Regions from separate parts of the Rattus norvegicus genome. Here region 2 is linked to region 1. The links are chromatin contacts, called in public Hi-C maps. All regions are on one chromosome and are shown on one strand. The core of a region is the stretch at or near the end of the contact, and the rest is flanking DNA. Distances in the headings are between cores, read along the strand shown. Region 1 overlaps Thbs4 (thrombospondin 4). Region 2 holds the start of Cmya5 (cardiomyopathy associated 5).

Region 1 (5,846 bases), core at 1,012-3,511:
TCACCAAGGCTGAGGGAACACCGCAGAAGAGAGGATAGGAAGAAGGTAAGATCCGGAGAATGCTGCAAAGACTAAACCCAGACTCCCTAGATCTGATCAGCCAACACACTGGTCCGTAGATGACACTTTCATAGGCTTCAGTGATAAGAAATATTTCTCCAGAAGAAGATCTGGAACCTTCCTCACAGTGCCTGGTAAAAACACTAAGGGGTCCAGAGCAAGAGCATCCAGACAGTTACAGGCATAGCCTACAGGTGTCCCACAGAGTGGAAGAACGGGACAGCAGTGGAACTTTTAAAGGACCAGAGGGCTCAGAAACCACCTTCGTGTAAGCTGTAAAAGAGGGATGCTTGAAAGACAACCATTTCCAGCCATGGAGCTCCCTTCCCTGCCCAGGGATTTCAGAATTAAGAAAGGGCTGTGTTTCATTCAGGGTTTGAGAAGAGTTGTCAATCTTGTGGCTGCTCCACCAGCAGGCTCCCCCAGGAGTCAGCTGCAGTGAGGACGGGCTGGCTTCGGTTCCCCATTCACTGAGATCATTGAGACCTACCGCCTCCTTCTAGGTTCTACAGACGAGGAAGGCGGCCCAAAATCCACCATAGGTCCCATTCACCACTGTTAGACACTCTGAATACTGGAGCCATGGTAAAACCGGGATGGATGTTTACAATTTATGATTTATGACATTCTAGGGAATTATGGGAATGAAAAAATACATTGCTGAGCTGGAGATGAGGCTCAGCTGGTTAGAATGCCTAGAATTCAATACCTAGCAGGACCGAAACCAGATATGAAGGCCTTTAAGCCTAGTATGAAGAAGTGGGGGTGGGGGGCAGGAGGACCAGAGGCTCACGGCGATCTTTGGTCACACAGACAGTTCGGAGCCAGTCTGGTTTATATGAGAACCTGTCTAAAACCATGAAATAATAACAAGAAAGTAAGTTGTGGAACTTCTTTGGAATTAAATTGCAAGGCGATTTATAAAATTTCTGGGTATCTTGACTGGAAAGTATCCAGCTAGTACACAGCTGAGGGAAGCCTCTGCCCTGTACACACAGTGACTGGCACTACCTCCATTGTCACCTGACCCATCTACATCCCACTGTTCTTGTTACCTAAGAGGCAGCCACTCTTCCTCTATCGCCCAGCAAATGGTTACTGTATATTCTTCATGCCTGGTACTGTGGGATCTGAATACAATGACAAGATCCCATTTTCCTCCATTTGACTCACAGGACGCTAGAGGGAGCCAAATATGTAAGTTGTCTGTGGATGGTGGGGGGTGGGGGGAGACAGAATTGGTGAGGCGAGAGAAGGAACAAGGCAAATCTCATTCATGGGTCTCAGGTAGTCACATCCTCCCGAAGCCCCTGGGGCTGCCCTGGAGACTCCATTCCAAGAATGAGGAGGTTTTAGTGAGGCACTAAATTGGGTCAGCCCAGAAATGACCTTTTGTCCAATTGTCTGGTTCACACCTGTGCCTGGTGGCACACGCTACACACTCAGGAGAAAAAGAAGTAACAGAAATAACCCTGAGAGTCTATCAAAGATTCCTCAGGAAACAGCACACGCCATCAAAGCCCGAGCTCCCAGCAGAAACACCTGAGCATCATGGTTATTAGAAATAGTCTCTTCTTTATTTCGTATAAAAAGTTTTGAAGTATTTGGGTTGGTAAAAGAAAAGCCACGGTAATATAAAGAGAATTATAGGAAGTTTTAAACAAAAGATGTTGGTTTGGGCGTTTGAGAAGGCAGTTGTGAGATTGCTTCTTGGTTTAATTATCCAGGCGGTCAAAGGTCTGGATCTGGAACTCCTGGAAGTCCTCTGGTATGGTGTCTGCAACAAGAAGGGTGGTGGTTAGGGAGGCTCCTTCCACACTGGAATCACAGCCCACTGCAGGCCACACAGGCCTCCTGTAGGGGGCGCTGTCTGCTCGCCCAAGACTCTCACAGGCTTGCAGCCATTTTCTATTTCAGGTTGCTTTGTTGTACATTGTTGGCTTAAAGCCCAGCGGGGCTTATTCATAGGCCTAGGGAAAATTAGCAGGCAGAGTGCCTTTTCAGTCTGTGATTATGTTTGAGTCTGATGAAAAGAAAGGCTGCCTGTAAATTAAACTGACGGAATTTCTCGCCGAACCCCTAACTCTAAACCATGCAGTTAAATTCTATGGGTTTCAATTTTCAGATTTGGCATGTTAACAGGAAAGCCCGGCTCTGCCTTTCTCTTATGTTATGCAGGGAACATCAGGTTTTAGTGAGCACGTGGTGTGAGCTTCAGGCTTTGGGGAGGATGTGTGTTACAGAAATGAGATCCCGTCCTCTCCTGGCCATTCCCTGTACTGTCTAAGCGTGAAGGCTACCTACCGTTACAGCGGTACTTGAGGTTGGACCAGATGATGTTTTCCTGAGAGAAGCAGAACACGCCCAGTCGGCCTCCGCGCATGGTGGTGTCTATAGTGACCCCGGAGTCAGCCACCAACTCTGAGCCTTCATAAAACCGCACCCTACAGAGAGCACAGGTATCCACGGTGAGGACGTGAGGACGTGGCCCCACTGCTGACTACGTACTCACCTCTTTATTCAGGCGTATTGTTTTCCACTGACTCTAGCTGGTCCCTCCCCAGTGAGATTAGAAGCTCCCCAGGAGTGTCCTCGCCTCCCTAACTTGGTTTTTAATAGGCCCAGCATGGCGTCCAGTGCATAGTTCCTGGATAGGTACTTGCTGGTTCCAAGGGGGTGTTTTTGCTGTCTTCTGGTGTGGCTGTGCCCAAGCATTTCCTATTTGGTTGTAGAGCAATCGATTCTTAGTTCTCTGCACTTTTAGGTTCAGATTGACTTTTCTAAAATTATATACATAGAGAGGTCATATTTTCTGTGGTTTCATTTTGGGACAGAAAAGGTACATTGAGCTCAATCAGGTAAGAACATGGTCACCCCTGTGGGCAGAGTCAGATGACACAAGACCACGGAGAACAGAACGTGAATTAGCTCTCACCACCTTATTTTCACTAGATGCCTCAGCCCATCTGGTGCCTTCCTGCCCTGACTGGCAAACCGTAATCCATACCCCTGAACACACCACACAAGCGCTGGCAAGTCTAGGACCTGAACACTGACTGCATTTCAACAGGAGCACTTGATCAAACAAACTAACAACAGAAACAGTCCTACAGAGAAACAGAGGCCTTCACTCCAGTCGCAGGATGGACAGCTCATGCTGTACACACACTGGGGAACTCAAGCTGGGCTGTGTGATGAGCACTAGTTGAGGCCCAGACACTGAGGCTGCCCTTTTGGAACTTATGACCCAGGAGAGAAGACAGACTGCGAGGGGCTCTTCAGTCAGTGTGTTCTGCACATAAGGAGGGCTCCATGGGGCCGGGAGGAGTCTCGGGATGTCTGGGTACCATCTCTTCTCTGCTGATCCCCCCACCCCACCCCCGCCATCCCTTCCCCCATCAGCTCCTCTCTCACACTTCCCTAAGAGCACACCCAAGGCATGGCGGACTTGGCTCTGCAGCTTGGTCCTACTGTCTAGGGATCAGTTAAGCCTGGTGCCTTTGCCCCACCTGTCTTCTGGAAGTCCTGCCCCGAGGACTCTCAGAGATTGGAACTGCTCAGGGAAGGGGAGATTCTGGTTTGCAGAGTATACTGAGTGCTTCCCTCCCCACCCACAGCAGAAGGGCCCTCAGCCTACCTGATGTAGCCCACCTGGGGCCTATGCTGCAGGAACCAGCGGTAGGACACCTTGTCCTTCCAGCCCACATTCCTGGAGTCCTTCCACAGCAGCCTGACCTGGTCGCTGGTGTCCCCTGTGTGCCACAGGGAGTTTCGGAGATGTTCCCCTGGGCCAGTTTTAGACTTCACGGCCTGGACAAAGACATGAGGAAAGCGTTAGGTCAGGACATGAAGAGCCTCTGTGCTTCAGATGTCTGAGGTAAACATGGAGGTGAGTTCATGCTTACTGCAAGGCTACATAGTTTTGTGCTGGCAAAAGCATAAACCTTCAGTGTCATTTTTACTGAGCTGGCCCCAGCTCTGTGGAACTTAGCAGTGGTTGGTGGCGTTATGCTATTCACCGTACCTTTTTCCTGATATAAGTCTGTGGCTCTATTTGCCTACTGTGGGCTCCCAATAGATGTCACACAGAAGTGTGCTTTCTGTCTTAGTGGGAGTGACAGAAGTAGCTAGTCGTTCATGTACAGCCCATCTCTTTGATTGAACACGTTGGCTAGCTTTTAACATGGTCTGCCTGAGGTATGCCTTAAACCTTCTCTGCCTCTTTGAGCCCACTCAGCCTGACATTTGAAGGCAGACAGGGTTGTCGCTCTAGTCTCCCCGAGTCAAGCATCACCATGACTGTATCCATTTCAGTGACTTTTAGGAGAACTCTAAAGTTAAAGGGAGGTGAAGGGTCCAGAAGCAAGAAGGCATGGGAATCCAAACCATTACCTTGAGCTGAATACCAGGTTCTGCTACTGCACGGAATGGCGTAGCCTGCCAGTATGTCTGCTCTGTCTGTTTCCACATGACCACATAGAAGCTGGAACTGTCTTGGTAACCAAAAATAAAGCCGGCATAGTCGTCATCTGTCTGGGTGTTTACGTGGAAGGTCCCTTCAAAGTCAACTCCATTAAATGCCGTGTACCCTGCGGAGATGAGGTGCAATTAGAAAAAGCTACTCTAACAGCTGGCAGGATTTCTACACACGCAGTCAGAGGCCCAGGACGTACCGACTGCTAGGCCAGGGTCACTGTTCATGGTCTGCACAATCTCCATGCCCTGTGGAGAGAGGGGAGGGAGTTCAGGACTTGAGGGGGCTGAGAGAACGTGGGGCAGCCCAGAACCTCAGGCTCTGAGGTGACTATGTACAATCCAGTCCAGAACAAGCACTGTTCTGTTTGATATTGACTTAAAGGAGGTGCATGTGTGGCAAGAAGTTTTAAAGGAAGATGAGTGTCGTGAGGAAATACTTTTGCTAATACTGTCATATAAGCTGACTTGATAATCCTCAAACCAGGCAGGATGTGACATACATCCTGATGGACACGGTGATAACTAGCTTGTTTTGTCAGTTTAATGCAATGTAGAATCACCTGGGAAGAGACGCCCAATGACAGACTCTAGATTAGGTTGTCCCGTGTACATACCTGTGGGGTAACTGTCTTGATTATGTTAGTTGATGTGGGAAGACTCTGCCCACTGTGGGTGGCACCCTTTGCTGGGTTTGATCTAGGACTACATGAGAAGAGAAAGCAAGCCGGGTACTTGGCATGCACACATGCATTTCTCTCAGCTCATGGCTATGGGAGTGACATGAGGAGCTACTTCAAGTTCCTGCCTTGACTTCCTCCAAACAATGGACTGTAACTTGGAATTGTGAGTGGAATTAAACCCTTCCTCCTCTAAGTTTCTTTGGTCAGAATATTTTGTCACAGCAACAGCAATGAAACGAGGGCCACTGTGGTGTGCTTTGTGACTCTGGAAACTACTAGCCACTTCTGTGCCTTCTTCTTCAGTGGCTTACTTAGGGGCACGCACGGAGGCAGACTGCGGAAGGATGGGAACCATAGCTCATGGGTCACACTGTCAGAGCTCCTATTCCAGCCATCTCAGCCGCCTCCTGAATTGCCACAGAAGTTTTGGGATGAGTCAATTTCAACATCTATGAAGAGTGTAATACCTCAGGGCCACGAGGTGGAGCATATGCCAAGAGAGTAGAGCCATGTGTGAGTCGATGACCTCCATATGGAGCCCACCATTCCCAGGAGGTCCTAGGCAGAGGGCTGAGTAGAACTGATGCCAACATCGAATGCGTACCTGGTTCAGGACCACCCAGTTGGGGT
Region 2 (5,846 bases), core at 1,835-4,334, 390 kb after region 1:
TATCCCACTATGATACAGAGTTGAGGTCTTCCTTCTTTCTCTAGAAACCTCTCAAAGTAAAAGATGAGTGGAATGTTTCCCCTAGTGCAGTGGTTCTCAACCTTCCTTAACACTGTGACCCTTTAATACAGTTCTTCATGTAGGGGTGACCCACCAATCATAAAATCTTCATTGCTACTTCATAACTGATTTTGCTACTGTTGTAAATCATACAAATATTTGTGTCGTTTGACCCACAAGTGGAGAAATGCTGCCCCAGAGTAAGGAAGGGCCCCTCCTTGAACAAAGAGTGCTCGAAGCCTCCTAAGTTGCTGTGTACCCATGCTGGCTCGCACCACATCTTACAAGTTCTTGCTTTTTTATCCTCAGTGAACGGCATGAGGCTCCAGCTTGTTCCTCCAGAACAAGATAAGGGTCTCCTCATCCTGCTGGGGTTTAACATGAAGTCACACAGGTAAATGCTTGTACAATAAGGCTCTCTTCTGAGTGTAATAAAACTCCTGTGTCCGAGGAAGGTTGACCTGTGACTCTCACCTTCTATCCGCTAGAACCTGTTCCAAATTCTCACTTCCACTCTCGGGGGAACATGGAACTTCAGGCCATGCCTATAATCTCACACACAACCAAGTAGTTTGATTCCTGACCACAGGGGCGTGACAGCTACAGGACCCTAATCACAGCTACCAATGCCTTCCCAGTTCCCCATCATGGCCCAAGCTCTTTCTTTATGTTGCCTCTTCATAGATTCTCTTCTGACATTCAACTTTGCTATCTGCCTGTCAAACTGTGGTCTGTGCTCTCAAGTCCTGCTGGGTTACTTACCATTTGGCTCAAACATGGACAGTTTTCCAGGACTCCATCACCTGCCTTATTCCCCTCAGCTTATTCTGACCCATTTCCTTGCAGTGGATACTTTACTGTCTGTGGTCAGAACAGGCTGAGGTTACCTCAGATGCATTAAATCCTTACTAAGAAGGGCTTAGCTTTGGGCGAAGGGCAACTCAGAAGTGGTGCCTAAAACTACAGACAACCCAATTGTAGTGTAAATGAGCTTCTCGTTATCTTGGAAAATAACGGCTAGACAAGAATATGAGCGTCCCACACATCACCATGAGAATCTCTCCTCTAACCTGGGAGTGGCTGATCCTCCTACTCCCTCTCCCACTCCCCACAGGCACCTCTCCTCTGCCCTTCCTTTATACATCTCCTGCCCATCTTCTGATATCCAGTCTGTAGCCAGTACTCCATGATTCTAGATGCTCGACCTCCCACAGCAGTGTTCACATTCTCCACTCAGTCTTTAGCACACAGACTTCCTTAGCATGTAGTCAGAAACCCGTCGTTCCTATCTTTTTCCTCAAAGTTCTTGAGGGCAGAGCTTGCTTCCTTCTTGGTAGTTGCTTGTTAAGAATGTAACTAACGGGGGTTGGAGATTTAGCTCAGTGGTAGAGCGCTTGCCTAGGAAGTGCAAGGCCCTGGGTTCGGTCCCCAGCTCCGAAAAAAAGAACCAAAAAAAAAAGAATGTAACTAACGCTTCAAGATTTCCAACGGATGGTTTTCTGTAATTAGCGGTACCCTACATGTATATATGCATGTGGAGACCTATTCCTCACATACAATTTAAAAAAAAGAAAAAGCCATCGCCACCAGCCTGGCACTCACTAAATAGGTGAGGCTGACTGCACAGTGAGCCCGGGGATTCTGTCTCTTTCCAGCTCCCTACCACAGAAAACAAGCACAAGCTACCAAGCTGGGCTTTTCCTCAGTACTTCAAGGACTGACCATAGGGATTGACTGGGGATTAAACTTGGGTCTTTGTGCACACGAGGCAAGCACCACACCAGCTGAGCTATCTCCCCTGCCTTCAATGCTACTCTTGGATTACTTCAACCTGAGCTATTCTGGCCTTGGTTGGGCATTCTGAAACGATAAACCTTCACTTGCCACCCGCCAAGGCCTTCTGAGAGGAGTACTCAGGAAGAGATACCATTTGACTGACACATGCTGAGGATAAAACAAAACATACCATTATTCTTATCTTAGGGCTGGATGAGAAGGGACTAAGTGGAGAGAGTCCTAATAGATAGACAGACAGACAGACACACACACACACGCACGCACGCACGCACATATGCATATAGTATTACCTAATCTAATCTCACTCGCCTTATTGATAGATATTTAGGATCAGAGCGACTTTTAGGACAGAGGTTGCTGAAACACCTCCCAGGAGAGCCCAGCTGGTCTGAAAATCACAGTCTTCCTGCTTCTGCCTTTCTATTATTGGAATCACAGGGCAGGCATCCACACCTGGCCTTCATGAGTCTTTCCTTTAAGGAATGTATGGATGTTTGCACCAAAAATAGTTCCCATACAGCAAGCTAGCCCAGCGCTAGAACTCGAGGAGGCTGCCACACCTTTCAAGGTAATGGACTGCGCCTTCTCTGACCGCAGACCCTTCCCCAAGCTTAGGCAGGCAAGATTGATTCAAGGCGGGCAGCCAGACGCAAGGATTCCAGCACAGTTTTGCGGATAGGCAGAACCCCAAGTAAGTCTCCAAGAATAAATGAGCAAGTCACAAGGAGCTGGGAGGCGGGGGTGGGGTGTGGGTGGGGGCAGACTGTGAACTTCGCTGCAGGCGACCTGTCACTCTTGCTGACAGCAAGAACCTTCTACCTTCAAGTTTTTAAAAAGGCGCCGCGCCCCAGACAGAGGGCTTGGCACCGGGGAGAAATGCGCTCCTGAGGTTGGAAAGGGAAAGGAAAAGGCTGGGGGTGGCCAGCGGCCTGGCGAGACACCTGTAGGGTGGACAACTTTGCTAGGCCCTGGGTGGTACGGGCTCTGGCTACCTGGCGTCGGGCTCCTCCTCCGACTCGGCCGCCGTCTCCTCCCCCTCGCCCTCCGACTCCTCCTCTGTCTCCGGCTCCTCTTCCTCCGCGCCCCATCCAAGTAAACCCTGGGCTGCGAGTCCGCTGTCGCTGCTCGCCATCGCGCCTGTCCTGGCCGGAGTCGGAGCTGCCCACGCCTCGCCCGGTGTTCTCCGTCTGACTGCACTTTGCCCGGCCCGCGCGGCTGCTTGGGTTCCCGGCGCGCGGGGTGGGGGCGCCCAAGCCTTTAAATAGAAGGCGTCAAGAAAGTTTCGCCACGGAGCTTTAGCCGCCCGGGCTCAGCTTCCCCTGGTTCCTGTCGCCTGCCAACTTCCCCGCCCGTTTTGGCAGACCTTCGGCGGCCTTTGGGGCCAGGGCGGAGAGTAGTGTTGAGGGCTGCCCAGGGGCGTCAAACGACCCACCAGCCCGGCCTTCCATCCAGTGACCTGGTGGTTCTTACACCTCGGGCTGGGCTGAGGGATGCTTCATGCCAAAGGCAGCGCTCGCCAGGGTCTTGTTTTCCCTTCTTCCTGAGAAGAGAACGTTAGGTGCAGGTTTGTAGATAGCTTAAGGCCCCAATGCCAGTATGGTGACAATGGAAACAAACCAGCAGCTCCTGAGGGGACCAAGATCTCATTGGATCAAGTAAAGCCAGTGCTTAACCTCTCAATCACTACTCTAGGACTAAAGCCCAAGATCCTCCTAGAGAATAAATCCTGACTAATCCACTTTTAGAAATCGGGTATTTACACTGTATCAAATGAATTCTTTCTGCCTGAAAGGCTCACCTGTTCACTTATTGGAGATCACTGCCTTTCTCTGAAACCTCCAGGTTTGAACTCACTGCTCCTCTCCAGGAACTCGAGCAGTCTTTTGAATGTGTTGATACCCAGGAGACTGTTTCTCTGTCACACCACCTAGTTCTTATAAGCTACGAATGTTTCTGAGAAGGCAGAGGCCTGTTCAGTACAAGGGTTAGAAAGTATTCTTTCCAGAGAAAGACGTTTGGCTAGATCTCCAAATCTTTACTCATTGCAGATTCTTAGAGTTGCTAAACAAAGTGGGAAATCAGAGTATTACTGTCCAGTTACTCCAGCTTGAATGCTGCACATTGGGTGTCCCAGGACACTCTTTGGTGTAGATCGGCAGCCACCTCGTTTACCAATTTTGCCAAGACCCTACTTCAACTACCTTTACGTTTAGAATTATATACAGAGTCCACACATTTAATACTAATATTTTTTTCTTTTTTGGTTCTTTTTTTCGGAGCTGGGAACCGAACCCAGGGCCTTGCGCTTCCTAGGTAAGCGCTCTACCACTGAGCTAAATCCCCAGCCCCTAATAATACTAATATTTTAACAGCACATACAAACAAAAACTGTGGCATTCACACAAAATTGAAATGGGAAAGACTTCCAAGTCTCCAGTTGGGGAAATAGGTCAATGGGTGGAGCACTTGCCTAGCAGACCCAGGCTTAGTTCAATCCCATCCGTGAAAATAAATTAAAAAAAAAAAAAAAAAAAAGCCTGTCTCACCATATATGAACAGCCCTCTTCCCTGATCCAACTGGACTGCCGCATGGTCTTAAGTGCTGGCTCCTTAGTTCCAGGATAAAATTCATCAGCTTTTTGGCCTATTTGTCACAACAGATCGGCTGTCACAACGTGGTGGCAATGCAGGAGCCCACGCTGTGGCAGAGTCTGAGGCTTTCTTAATGCCATAATGCTGAACAGCCATCCCCAAGGGACTATGACTTACAAACAGTACCTGGGGTCACGCTGAACTGTCATACTCAATACATTCTGAGAAAGCGCTGCATAGTGTGGAATAAATCTTAGAAATTTTTCCAAGAAAAAAATCATACAAAAAATTTTTACATCAAAAGTACTACAGATCAGTAATCTAAAAAACTGACCCATAGAGAAAGCTCTATTCCTAATTATGGCAGAGAAATAATGTGATTGGCGGCTAGCCATGGATGACTTCATCCCAGGGACTCTGGATTAAACAATCAAGGTTCAGATCGGTTAAGATAACCACAGCCTCAATCTCGGTACAAAACCAACGTTCACAGAAAGATAACGCCTCAGCAATTCCAGATATAAACTTTATTCCATTGACAGCATACGAAAATTTAAACTTAAAAAGAAAAAGGAAAATATGCACCCTTTGTAAGTCAAAGAGAAAGTTTTAGTTTTTTAATTGGTCTGCAAAAAATAGTTTAGTGGTACAAACTGTACCCCTGTAGGCCTACAAGAAGTTTGCAATCTTTGAAAAAGTTAAAACCGCCTTCAAGATTACTTTTTATATTTAACTGTACAATACAGGTATTGACCAATTTACAAGTATTTACATAAACTAACAACAATTTATTAAACAGCATAGCTTGATCTGAACTACTGCTTTCCTGTGGAAAAGAAATACTAAAAAAGATTTTTGTAAAAACATTAAACTTTTATTTATAACTTTATTGTCTTATCTAAAACACTTTGTAGTGGCTTACTGCCTAAAAATTCCAGTTTAGATTATAATCTACAGACATTGGATTCCACAAATAACCTTAGCTTCGATGTTTCAGTTTTCTGTTTCCTATCATGAGGAAAATAAAACCAGGAAAACGGAGGTGAAGCAACAGTGCACAATTCACTGTGCTCTCAGAAAACATAAGAAACTACATTTTTTCCAAAATATTTAAGTCAGAGACTTTCAAACAGTCCATAAACAAGTCACTAACTGTTGTTAGTGTTCCCATTACAACAGTGCAAAATGTATTGTTTCAACACAAACTCTAAGACAGCCTTCAGAGTCTATAAAGAAGGTGTGAAGTGCTGAAAACACACTAATATAGACACACCTCAGACAGTCTGTCCCAGCGGTCAGTCAAGTGAAGACTTAAGGCAATTGTCCAGTATTTCAAGACTCCACAGTGATTTCACTGAATGAAAGATTTCGCTTGCTTCAAGTAACTGAATAGCTGA

Evidence for each region. Hi-C and Micro-C count contacts between places; a contact is called where the count stands out from the background.
Region 2: a contact with region 1 is called in a Hi-C map of psoas muscle, with 2.1 times the contacts expected there. The contact joins the promoter of Cmya5 here to the enhancer-like site in region 1.

What each region holds. Positions count from the first base shown.
Region 1 is chr2:25,716,605-25,722,450 of GRCr8, forward strand. Thbs4 (thrombospondin 4) reads right to left here. Exons shown (of 22, transcript NM_017133.1): 17 at 5,821-5,846; 18 at 4,734-4,782; 19 at 4,453-4,649; 20 at 3,698-3,870; 21 at 2,365-2,504; 22 at 1,615-1,837. The coding sequence ends at 1,776. Among named protein-coding and RNA genes, the nearest start is that of Thbs4, 41 kb to the right of the region's middle. Within about 2 kb of position 2,262, at least 16 of the 93 cell types and tissues checked have an H3K27ac peak or open chromatin away from gene starts, as enhancers often do.
Region 2 is chr2:26,110,189-26,116,034 of GRCr8, forward strand. It overlaps Cmya5 (cardiomyopathy associated 5), which reads right to left and starts at 3,085. Exons shown (of 13, transcript XM_006231789.5): 1 at 2,850-3,085. The coding sequence starts at 2,989. It also overlaps a transcript of Tent2 not described here.